2 separate regions of the Pan troglodytes genome follow, and region 2 is linked to region 1. Evidence: chromatin contacts called from public Hi-C data. All regions are on one chromosome and are shown on one strand. The core of a region is the stretch at or near the end of the contact, and the rest is flanking DNA. Distances in the headings are between cores, read along the strand shown. Region 1 has its middle 31 kb from the start of FOS. Region 2 holds the start of JDP2 (Jun dimerization protein 2).

What was found. A called contact is a pair of places that touch in the nucleus more often than the background predicts.
Region 2: a Hi-C map of stem cell-derived neural progenitor cells shows a contact between it and region 1, with 4 times the contacts expected there. The contact joins the promoter of JDP2 here to the enhancer-like site in region 1. A contact is called at or near these places in 1 of 7 Hi-C or Micro-C datasets (stem cell-derived neural progenitor cells) and 1 of 1 other capture datasets (stem cell-derived neural stem cells).

What each region holds. Positions count from the first base shown.
Region 1 is chr15:73,259,604-73,265,749 of NHGRI_mPanTro3-v2.0_pri, reverse strand. No RefSeq gene overlaps it. Among named protein-coding and RNA genes, the nearest start is that of FOS, 31 kb to the right of the region's middle. Within about 2 kb of position 2,264, at least 18 of the 24 cell types and tissues checked have an H3K27ac peak or open chromatin away from gene starts, as enhancers often do. A contact at or near this core is called in stem cell-derived neural progenitor cells and stem cell-derived neural stem cells, where this site is marked.
Region 2 is chr15:73,376,228-73,382,373 of NHGRI_mPanTro3-v2.0_pri, reverse strand. JDP2 (Jun dimerization protein 2) reads right to left here and starts at 2,820. Exons shown (of 4, transcript XM_063793736.1): 1 at 2,675-2,820.

The DNA.
Region 1 (6,146 bases), core at 1,015-3,514:
AAAGCTACACCTTGCAAGGAATGAAAAGATAAGGTGTGTACCACATTTAAATTGGTGCTTGCCACATGCTAATATATGCTAATAAAACATTTTGTAATGATAAAAGTGATGGTAGTGATGAATGGCTTATTTCTTTATTTTATTTTATTTGAGTCGGAGTCTCACTCTGTTGCCCAGGCTGGAGTGCAGTGGTGTGATCTCAGCTCACTGCAACCTCCGCCTCCCAGGTTCAAGTGATTCTCCTGCCTCAACCACCCGAGTAGCTGGGATTACAGGCATCCACCACCACACCCAGCTAATTTTTGTATTTTCAGTAGAGACAGGGTTTCACCATGTTGGCCAGGCTGGTCTCGAACTCCTGGCCTCAAGTGATCTGCTTGCCTCAGCCTCCCAAGGTGCTGGGATTACAGGCGTGAGCCACTGCACCCGGCCAATGGCTTATTTCTTTAAATAGAAAAAAGAAATGCATTGAATAAATCATTGACAGTTAATGGGACTCTCTGGTGATGAACCTGGGTTCTACCCATGCCTGGAGGCTCCAGGTCCCATAAGCTTCCACCCAGCATTGTGTTGTAACTGTACCATTTCCCTTCATGAAATTTGAGAGGTGATGTTTTGACATTATTTCATTTTGTTTCATTTCCTCTTGATGGGTGGGCTTAACCTGTTTCTCAATTTAGGCAGAGCAAAAGGGAGAAGTATTTTAAATTGCCATGATAGTCCAAGTTGGTCTTACCTTCAGGCCCCTGAGCACGAGCCCAAAATTCTCTCCAACTCTCCTACGGTATTTGGGTATTTTCCAATTCCTAGAAATGCCAGATATAAATAACCCTTTCCTTAGTTTCCTCCAAAACTCTCCCTTTCTCCTTTCCTTTTGCCTCTTGGCATTTGGGTACCATAACAATGAATTTTGAAATAATACTTTAATCACATTTTATATTCTTGGCCAGGCTCAGTGGCTCATGCCTATAATCCCAACATTTTGGGAGGCCCCATCTCAAATTAAAAAAAAAAATTACATTCTTATGGTGCATTTCTGTTCACTAAATGCATTCATATCCACTCTTCACAGTTGGCAGTAAGGAAGATAGTGTAAGTTCCATTTGATGGATGACACAGCTGAGGTTCAAAGAGGTGAACCCATGTGCCCTCGATGCTGGCCTTCAAGCCAACACCATTTCCTGCTGCAGCAAGAAGACAGTCTTTACTGACAGACATATTTATTTTTATCATGGTAAAATATACATAACAAAGTTTACTGTTTGAAACTTTTAAAGTCTACAGTTGAGTGGCATTAAGTACATTCGCATTGTTGTGCAACTCTCATCACCATCATCTCCAGAACGTTTCATCTTCCCAAATTGAAACTTCATACTCATTAAATACTCACTCCCCATTTTCCCCTCCCCTCGGCCTCTGGCAATCACCCCTCTACTTTCTGTCTGTTTGAATTTGACTACTCTAGGAAGCTCACATGAGTAGAATCATAAGCTATTTTTCCTTCTGTGTGATAGACACTTTTGCAGCAAGATTTCTGGAGGAAGATGCCAAGATTCTTTCTTCCACTGCATTTGTTTTGGCTCATATTGCCCGTTGGCCAGAAAGAGTGTCTATATCCTAAAGCGGCCCACCTTCAGGGACCTGAACACCATTCAGGCACAGAGCCGGGCTTTGATAGACAAGCCCTGCAAAGCAGATGTTTTCTAACATTTTGCATTGACTGTTGTTCATTCTTCTTGTCTTGCAGGTAATTACTTGAGTTGTCATCATCAGAGTAGAAAAAAAAAAATGCTCCTGGAGAAGAATATAAGGTATTTCCGTGTTCCACCGCTGAGGTTCCCAAAGCCCTCTCTCTCCTCCATTGGCGTGTGTGTGTGTGTGTGTGTGTGTGTGTGTGTGTGTGTGTGGTTTGGGGGAGTTTTTTATTTTAAAACACTCTGTGATTTACTTCAATTCATCTTTTGCCCAGAAAGCCAACACAGCTGCAAATCCGTTCTGCCCAGAAAGCCTTCTAGCCTTCCCAGAGGCCTCTTTGCCTGTTCAGTGGACACTTCCGTCCCTCTCAGGCCGGCTTCTCCCAGCCCACTGCCCCCCGGGCTGCCTGCCCAGCTCCTGAGAGAAGGCACTGCTCCCTGGAAGTGGCCGAGCCTTCTCTATGGGTTTCTGTAACTTGGAGAAGCGCAGGCTCCCCTGGGGCACCCCTGCTCCTCCTCCCCTCCTTGGGCTTCCCCCTCAGAAAGCTGGCTCTGCTGCCCGCTGGTAAACGGACTGGCTGTCACCATGGCAACAGCCTGGCCTGGAGCCGGATGACGCCAGACCTGACTCCCCTTCCCAACCTCACCCAACTCTGTTTGTTTGGGCTCCAGCTGCTTTTGTTGGGCTTTGTTTTGCTTGTCAGTTTGAAACAGCTCCTTTGCTGATTGGCTGCAGGGGGCTGAGATCCGAATCCCTGGGATACTGAGAAGTCCTGCTCCCTGCCCGGGCAGGATTTCCTGGCACTTTGGAGTATTTCCCCCATCACAGTAACAAGGCCTAAAGAAGCCCTGTTTGATGAACACACACTTGCCCTTTAGGCAAGGCAGAGCCCATAGAGAGACTGAGCATCAGATAATCTGCGAAATGCCCCAATCTGCACACCCAACAAGAACCCTATCACTAAACCATGTTGGCTTCCCGAATGCCACACTTGTGACTAAAGGCCAGCCTGTTACTTGATAAAACGAAAGAAGCATACCATGTCAGAGAGCAGTCCAGGTGTGTAGAAACATCAAAAATAAATAAATCCAGGAAGAAAAACAAACAAGTATGTGGATGTTAAGGAACAGCTTTAGGTGAATGTGGTGACAGACATCCAAGTAATGTTCACCTCAAATTTTGGGGTGGTTTTGCTGCTTTTATTCGGATAACTGTAGAAGCAAGAATCCAGAATATTTGTGACTAATTTGAAAACATGGCGTCTACCCTTTTGCTATTTCATCGGGTTTTTATCTCCCAAATAATCAATTTTAATAACTTGCTTGGTCCTCGATAATCCTGAATTTACTCCCAGGACTATCAGGGACCAAGCAAGTTATTGCTGTGCTTAAAATTTTTGTTTTGTTTTGTTTCACTCTGTCGCCCAGGCTGGAGTGCAGTGACGCGATCTCGGCCCGCTGCAACCTCCGCCTTCTCCCTCAGCCTCCCAAGTAGCTGGGATTACAGGCACCCGCCACCACGCCCAGCTAATTTTTGTATTTCTGGTAGAGATGTTGGCCAGGCTGGTCTCAAACTCCTGGCCTCAATGGATCCGCCCACCTCGGCCTCCCAGAGTTGAGATTACAGGCATGAGCCACCGCACCCAGCCATCTCCTTTGAGATACAAAAAAGATGTTTCTGGCCTGGCGCGGTGGCTCACACCTGTAATCCTAGCACTTTGGGAGGCCGAGGCAGGCGGATTGCCTGAGCTCAGGAATTCAAGCCCAGCCTGGGCAACATGGTGAAACCCCATGTCTACTAAAATACAAAAGAAATTAGCTGGGCGTGGTGGCGTGCACCTGTAGTCCTAGCTACTCAGTAGGCTAAGGAAGGAGAATTGCTTGAACTCGGGAGGCAGAGGCTCATGCCACTGCATTCCAGCACTCCAGCCTGGGTGACAGAGCAAGACTCTGTCTCTCAAAAAAAAAAAAAAAAGATGTTTCTTGTGCATCAACCTTTGAAGCTGTGTAACAGCAGCCTCAGCTCCTCATCTGTAAAATGGGGATAAATAATACCAACAGCCAGGTTATAAAGGGCTTAGCTCAATTTGCATACTTACTGAGCTACTATCCTCATCAACTCCCACCTATGCCTTTTTTCTGATGATCCCAACACTTTTCATAAGAACTGCATCATAGGCCGGGTGCGGTGGCTCATGTCTCTAATCCCAGCACTTTGGGAGGCCAAGGCGGGCGGATCACCTGAGGTCAGGAGTTCAAGACCAGCCTGGCCAACATGACAAAATCCCATCTCTACTAAAAATACAAAAATTAGCCGGGTGTGGTGGTGGGCACTGATAATCCCAGCTACTTGGGAGGCTGAGGCAGAAGAATCACTTGAACCCCAGGGGGCAGAGGTTGCAGTGAGCTGAGATCGTACCACTTCACTCCAGCCTGGGCAAAAGAGCAAAACTCCGAAAAAAGAAAAAGAAAGAAAGAAGGAAAAGAAAAGAAAGGAAAAGAAAGGAAAGGAAAGGAGAAAGAAAGAGAGAGATCGCATCATTGCCGGGCACAGTAGCTCATGTCTGTAATCCCAGCACTTTGGGAGGCCAAGGCAGGCAGATCACCTGAGGTTGGGAGTTCAAGACCAGCCTGACCAACATGCAGAAACCCCGTCTCTACTAAAAATACAAAATTATCCAGGCATGGTGGCGCATGCCTGTAATCCCAGCTACTCAAGAGGCTGAGGGAGGAGAATTGCTTGAACCCAGGAGGTGGAGGTTGCAGGGAGCCAAGATTGTGCCATTGCACTCCAGCCTGGGCAACATGAGCAAAACTCCATCTCAAAAAAAAATAAAAAATAAAAAATAAAGAATCACATCATTGAGTCAGTTAACACATATTTATTAAACACTCTAATGGGTCAGCACTGTGCTAGGCACTAGGGATAAAATGATAGGCAAGAAAGACACAATCCCTGCCCTTTGGGAGCCTCTGGACTAGTAAGGGAGACAGACAATGGTCAAATAACCACACAAAATGTAAAATTACTTCTGTGCCATGTGAGTGAAGCCATCTCAGACCCCCCAGACCAGTTCATCCTGCCGCTGAATACCACGGAGGATCTCAGTCATTGCTGTAATCAGCAGAAAAATTCCCAGCCAAGTCCTGCCTTCATCCCTGATCTGCAGAATCATGAGCTATAGGAAATCAGTGGCTCTTTTAAGCCTCTCCAAAGTAAAAATAATTGCATCTCTCTTAGGTGCCTAAAGCATTAAGAGGACAATTTTTAAAAAGAGGAAATAAACTGCATTTTAGTCCTTTTTTCTAGTTAGGAAACCAGGGCTGAGGTAGGTTTAGATATAAGAATGCAATGATTTGACCTGCAAAATCCTAAAGCCTAAAGTGAATTCCATCTGCCATCCTGCAGAAACATCCTGGCGGTTTCCTTCAAACCTTGTTTTGCTGAAGAGCGCCCTCTTCTGGCTCGGGACCCTTCTCCAGCCACGCTGCCTCCTGCGGCTGCAGCTTTTGGGATTGTAGGCTATGGCGTCCATTCCTCCACCAAACGTGTACTGAGCACTGAGGCCCTGGCAATACAGCTGGAATCAGACACCGGCTCCCCCACCTATGGGGGTGACAATCATTTGAACTGAGTCTCTGAGATTGCAGGGCAAGCACTGTGACTCTCATTTAACAAAGAAGGAACTGAGACAGGGAAGGTGGCTAAAACTTTGCTATGTTATTGATGATTTACCGCTGGATTTTAGGGCTTAGGGAGACAAAGAACCTTCCACTGAACATTAGATTGGGCCCACGTTTCTCACTCTCCAAAACCCACCCTGCCGGTCACCCTCTGGTTCCAGACCTCAAGTCCCTTCCATCTTGGGAAGTCTCCTCATGACGCTCCAATGTGCCGTTCTTATGTCACCTCCGCACTTCCCAAATACCTTTCCCTGCCACCTGCCACTTCATCTCTGTAATGACTCTTCTCCAAAGCCCACCCTCAGCTTCCCTCTTCCCTAAGATCTTGTAGCGCCCACTGGAGGGTCCCCTGGTGTCCCTCATACTATGGACTGTAATATACATTTAGAAACAATGTATGGAAGCATTTGGAAAAATATACCTCTTTGTATATGCTGGCCATGGAGGGCAGAGAGTAGTTCCTATCTGACAGGGCTGTTCTTTAACTTAAATGATGAGTTTGAAGCACTTGGCACACAGTAAACACTCAGCACATGATACATATTGTTTAACATGTTCAGTGTGGTTACCTGCTTAAAAAACACATGGTCCTCATAGCATCTAGTGTCATCTTGCACCCATCATAAAGAGACAGAACCCTGCCACCGTGTGGAGAGCAGGGCTCACACAGGAGGTATCATGCCCGAGACCCAGGATATGTTTAGGAATACATAAACATGTTTTCATTTCTTTTGAAAATCAGAAGAAAAAAATTAACTTTTACATTGA
Region 2 (6,146 bases), core at 1,571-4,070, 120 kb before region 1:
AAACTCTCCCCTAGAAACCTGCAAAGGAAGATAAGCTATCCATCCAAGCTGCAGCCAGATTTGCTGGAAAGGTAAAAGCAATGGGAAGTGTTTTTTAAAACCCTCAGGGAAGGAAGGTTCGGGGGAAGGGAGATGATACGCGAACACAGTTTCTACCAAGGGCTTAAAGGACGTTTGGGTACAAATGTACCCAAACATGGTTCAAAGCTTCCCAATTCCTGATGCTCCTCAAATTAAGACCCTAGGGAGAGACCACCAAGATTTAAGCCTGGGTACACACGCCTAAGCAGGCTGCAAGCCCTTTCTGAGATATAGACCTGAGCACATTTGCCCTGAGCACACGTGGTCGGGCCATAGCCCCATGCCCTGGATTCCAACAGGGAGGGCAGCACCCTGGGCAAGGGCCACGCCATCTTGCAACTGGAGATGACCCAAGGGGGTCGGCTGATTTCTCCTTCCACCAGCCTCTCCATCCCTGCAAAAGAGCCAGGACCTCCCCATCTTCCCCAGCCTTCTCATCTTCCCTGCTCCTCCTACTGACCCAGGCAAAGCCTGGCTCTGCCATCCCAGGGTCCAGGGATCCAGTTGGAAGGCCCAATCCACCCCTACACTCTCCCACCCCCCACTGCACCCCTACCCCTCGACAACCTCCTTTGAGGGGAGGAGCAGAGGAGAGCCTTCTAAGCTGGGCTGGGCAAGGGAGAGGCTGGTTACCTACAGGAGCCGGCTTGCCTCCTTATATAACCTGGCGTGGGAGACAGGAGAGCCCAAAGGGGACCCCGGCCACCCCTAGATCCCCTCCCAGCCCAGAGCTCCAAAGCAATGGCCATGAGAGAAGCTGCCTTCATTGGATGGAAATCCCGAGCCCTTCTCAATACTCTCCTCCGGGTCCGGGTCCTCCGGGAGTCGCGCTTCCTCACTGCCAGGAGGTCCTTGTCATCCCTCCACAATCTAACCCCGACCCCAACCCCGCACCTCCCTGGCCCTTCACCCTCCATCTCCACCCGCACAGCCCGTCTCTGCGGGCAGTTTTCTCCCCACTCACCCCGCCTTCCCCGCCGCCCGAGGAGAGCACCTCCCTGCAAACGGACGGGGGAGGAGAGCGCGGGAGGGAGAAGGAGGGAGCGCCCCGGCTGTCCAGGGAGCGGACCGAGCCTCCCGTCCCGGGGCGGGAACCAAAAGGAAGCCTCAGGCTGCCGGGCGCCTCGCGGGAGGGGCCCGGCTGCAGCGCCCGGCGCGGGGAAAGCTCGAGGTCCCTGGGCTGCGGGAGCCTCCCCGCGGGGCTGGGCTGGGGCTCCTCGCGCTCCGCCCGCGCGGGGGCGGCCGTCCCAGGTGCCCGCGCCGCGCCCTGCCCCGCCCCGCCCCGCCCGTCCCGGCGCCCCCAGCGCGCGCCCTCGCACCCACCGTGCAGAAGCTGCGGGCGGAGGCGGCGCCCCCGGGGCCGGGGCCCGGCTGCAGGCGCCGTGCCCGCTCCGCGCCGCTGCCGCCCGGCCGCGGAGCTCCGCCCGGTGCCCAGGCCTGTCCCGGCCCGGGAGCCGCCGCGGCGCCAGCCCCGCCGCCGCTGCAGCGTCCGCCGCCGCCAGCGCCCCCCGTCGCGGCCGCCGAGCGTCCCTCCCGCAGGCTGTGGCGGGCGGCGGGACGGGTTGCATCAGCCCCGGCTATATAGCGGCCCCTGGGCGGCGGGGAGGGGTCGGGAATGCGGAACCGGCCGAGCTGCCAGCTCCAGACGTCAGAGGGGGACGGAGAGGAAGGGAAGGAGGGGACCGGGGAGGAGGGGGTGTGGAGCCGGCGCTTCACACCCACTGACCTTAACCTCCCCCGCCGCCTTGGGCGCCCTCCTCCCGCGGCCGCTCGCGCTCCTCTCCCCGCGGGGGCGTCCCGGGTTCCATGCAGTCCCCCGGCTCCGCCACCCCACGGTGCAGGAGCGCTCGAGAAAGCAGGACGCGGCGAGCGGTTATGTAAGCGCACCCCCCGCGCACCGCCGCCCGGCTTGTGCCCGCCAGGCAGCAGCAGCCGCAGCCCTAGGAGAGAGGCGCGAGAGGCCGGAGCCGGGGGAAAAGTCAAAAGCCCCTTCACGCACAGCCTGTGTTAACCATGTACCTCAGTCCCGGCGCTTCCCCCCCAAACTGAGAGCGACAGGGAGAATTTCCGCACAGTTTCATCCTTGGACACTTCAGGACTGAGCGGGTGAGGAGGCGATCTCGCCAGCCTGCTTTATTTTTCGGTGGAGAAGGATGGGCTGAGATGAAGGCATTTGGGGACTCCTACCCCTACCCACCGGCCCCCGCCAGCGCCCTTAGGCCCCAAGACGGCTGGCTGCACCAGCCTGACCTCTGCTAGGGCTGCAGCCTGAGACCGCGGCTTGCTCTACTGCTGGCGCAGTTTGACCCTTGGGCTTGTACCCTGCTCCAGCGGGCTTCTCCTTTCCACTCAGGACACAGCAGTGAGCAGACCCCAAGTGGCCTTCTTCCCCGTTCCAGCTTCAATAGCCAACCCCACTCCCACCTTCCATCCTTCTAGAGAGGAAATGGTGAAGGGGACTCCAGAGGGAAGGCGACATCCATGGTGCCCTCCAGTATACAAAGGCAGAGACACAGAGCCCTCAGGTAGAACGGGGTTCCCTAGACGGCATCTCCTACCTCCAGAGCTCCTGGGTACCCATCGAGCCCCCTACCTTCTGCCTAAGCCAGATAGGAGTGACGATTTTTATACTCAGCGACTTTCGGCCTCCTTTCTGAGAGTGATGTCAGGTCATCACCCATAGAAGAAAGGAAGTGAAAGAAAAAGTTCATGCCTTCTTGGAGTGCAGATGCTCAGAGTGAAAGAAACAACAAGACTTGAGACAGATGGGTGCAATTGAGCAAACCCGAACATGCATGTCTCTCTCATGTGAGTGAGTGCATGAGACTTTATTCTCCTTATTTCCCCAGTGCAGTGAAATCTTTCTGGATAAAAGAAGTGGGCTAATGGAAGGAGAGACAGACCAAGTCCCAATGACATTGCCTGACCATTTTCACCTTCGCCATCAGCAGTCTCCCTCACAGCATTGGTGTGGGCAGGTAAGAAGAAAGCAAGGCCCTGAAAGAATATACATTGGAAAATGAGCAGTAATTTGATACTCTTGTGGAAGAGCATGACTCTTCGCCCCAGAAAGGCCAATGACACCTTTACTACAGCGTAAAGATCAAAGCCAGGGACTGTGAAACTGCCTCATGATGTTTCTCCCATGAGACCTGTGTCTGGATGTTTATATGGAACAAAACATGGAACAGAGGCAATAGTACTTGATGTGTCTTCAGCTGGGGCTTTGGATAAACTAAACTGATCTATATTCAGGGACTAATAATTAGGGTGTGTGGTTAGAGCGCGTCCTCTCTAGGGCCTGTTTTGGACTGTGGCTGGGCCACCAGCAGTCCTACTGGGCCTTTGCTTCCCCCACAAATTAAATATGTTACAGAGGTGGCACCAAGGGGTGACTTGGGAGGCCTTTAGTCCCCTCTACCTCTCTATAATCTCCATTAGATCTTCTCTGTTATTTGATATGGATGCTTTTCAGTTTCATATAGGACGCTGTAAGAACACAGCTTCAAGGCCTCCCTTCCGCCACATACTCCCTACTAGGCCCCTCTACGTAGTCACTGCCTCTGGGAGTGGCTAGAGGGAGAAGCAATAAACTGGGTCCTTTATGCAGACATTGGATGCTGGATGGAGCTGATTTACCACTGGCTCTTAGGGACAGACAAGTGACTCAGCCTAAGGCAGTTTGAATTTAAGTTTCCTATCACAACTAGAAAAGTCCTGATTAACACGCCCAGCCCTAGTCAATGGGCTGATTGAGAGATCGTCACATATCCCAAGAAAATCTCACAAGACTGGGAATTTTGTGGATCTGCTGGAAAGAGAAGCTGCCAGAAGCCCCACGTGAAAGGGATCTACTGAGAGTGAAGCTAATGGGAGGAAAAGTAGAGCCAAGCCACGGAGGGAAAGACAGATCAAGTTCCAATGACATTACCTGAGTTCCTGAATTCAGTCATGCCTGACATCATCCTGACCTCTGCAGGTTTTAGCTATAGGAATCAGTAAATTATGTCTTACCCAAGGCAGTTTGAATTTGGGTTTCCTATTACTTGCAATTAGAAAAGTCCTAATTAATACATTGGGTTTTGCATCTCTGACTTATGTGGACTATTTCATTTTGAAGTTTAATGGAGATTGATGAATCCCGAGCTCTTTGTAAAGAGGGGAAAACTGAAATGGTGAGGTAAAATAATGAATTCCCCAGACCTGCTCCTCCAAAATCAAAGGAGAAAGTGATAGTTCTGAGTAATCAGCCAATCAATTAGTCTTTATCCTAGTATATACTGAAAACCTATTGTGCACCTTTAAGATACACAAAGTTTAAGACATGATTTCTCACCTGTTCTATGTCCCATCTAATTAGGAAAAATGATTTACAAACTAATGAATAGCAAGACAAAGAGTAGCTAAGAGCTAATGATGCGACACAGGCTATAAGCACTGTAGGAGTTCAGACAGGATTGCTGCTCCAGTCTCTACTCAAATTGTATAGACCAAAATTGCAAACGCGTAGCTGGCAGGCTGAAAATCTGGCTTTTCTGGCTTCAACCTTAAATTTGTTTTTCTAAAAAAGACAGGCATGGTGGTGCTCACCTGTAGTCCCAGCTACTCAGGAGACTGAAGCAGAAGGATCATTTGAGCCCAGGAGTTCAAGTCTGGCCTAGGCAACATAGCAAGACCCCCATCTCAAAAAAATAATTGTAGAAAAAAATATTTTTTTCATATAGCAAAGATTTCATATAAAAAAATCTAGATTTCAAACTTCTCTTTTAAAAATATCAAAGTCAGGCAACATTGGGCATATGTAATAGTCAGGATAAGCTAGGTTTTGCTGCGGTAACAAATATCCCCCCAAACTCATTGGCTTAACAAAAGAAAGGCTACTTCCCACTCACACAAGACAACTGTGGATTGAGGTGATTCTCCAGGGCAGCTGTCTTATAGATGATGCCTCAGTATTGATACCTTCATATCAACAAGTGCATTTACAGCCACCATGGCAGAGAAAAAGAAGTAGAGAGGGCCAAACACTAGCAGTGAAATCTTTCCTCCTGAAGTGACATACATCACTTTAGCTTACGTTTCATTGGCCAAAGCAAGTCACATGGCCATCCTTAATTTCAAAGATGCAAGGAATCTCAGTCCTCCCATGGACCATGGAGGAGAAAGGAACCAGAAAATAGCAAACAATTAATATCTGCCACAGCACACGCTTCCTTATGGCAACAATAGGCTGGAGCCCATTAGAAGCTGCGCCTTGAAATGGGACTTAAACACCCAGTTTGACAGTCTCCACCCAGCCTGCCTAGCCCTTGGGGACATTTGATTTTGCAAGTCCTGGTAAAGATAAAGCCAATCTCAATATCAGTCTTTCAGATGTCCCTGGTGATCCGTGGAGTTATCACACAGTTTTCAAAAACAAATGTTTTGCTCTGCTTGAAACAAAAACTTATGACATGCAGAATTCTTACAATGAAAAGCAGGATGGTATCATGAAATCAAACATGAAGTTGAAACTAGCTGTTATTGTAGTCTGCAAATTACATAAACCTGTTTATGGTGATTTCTTCCTGTTGCTCTTCCCTCCATCAATCAAACACCCACCAGGAGAAACAAGCCTCCCAAGCTCTTCCCTGAAGTGGTAGTGACTTGGGAAGGGGGGCGGGGGGATGTCTAATTTAACATTTTGAAACATTTATATATATATGAATGTACATATATATAGATGTGTGTGTCTATGTAAATATTCAAGGCTAAAATATTTGAGAAGAAAACTTGTGAGCTAGGAATGGGAAGGCTTCTCTTCCAATGACCACCAATGAGAATGTTATAAAATATGTCTAAAGGTTTAAGAATAAATCAGCATCCATACAAATGCAGCCATCTCTTGGAAAAGCCTAGTGTCTTCTCTTTAATCTCCTAACACAATAAAGTTTTTGGAGGATGAAGAAATGGTAACTTCTATGGTTAAAATGCTGGAGCAGGCTGAGTGTGGTGGCTCACACTTGTATCTAGCACTTTAGCTGGCCAAGGTAGGAAGCCAGCCTAGGAAACATAGCAACACCCTG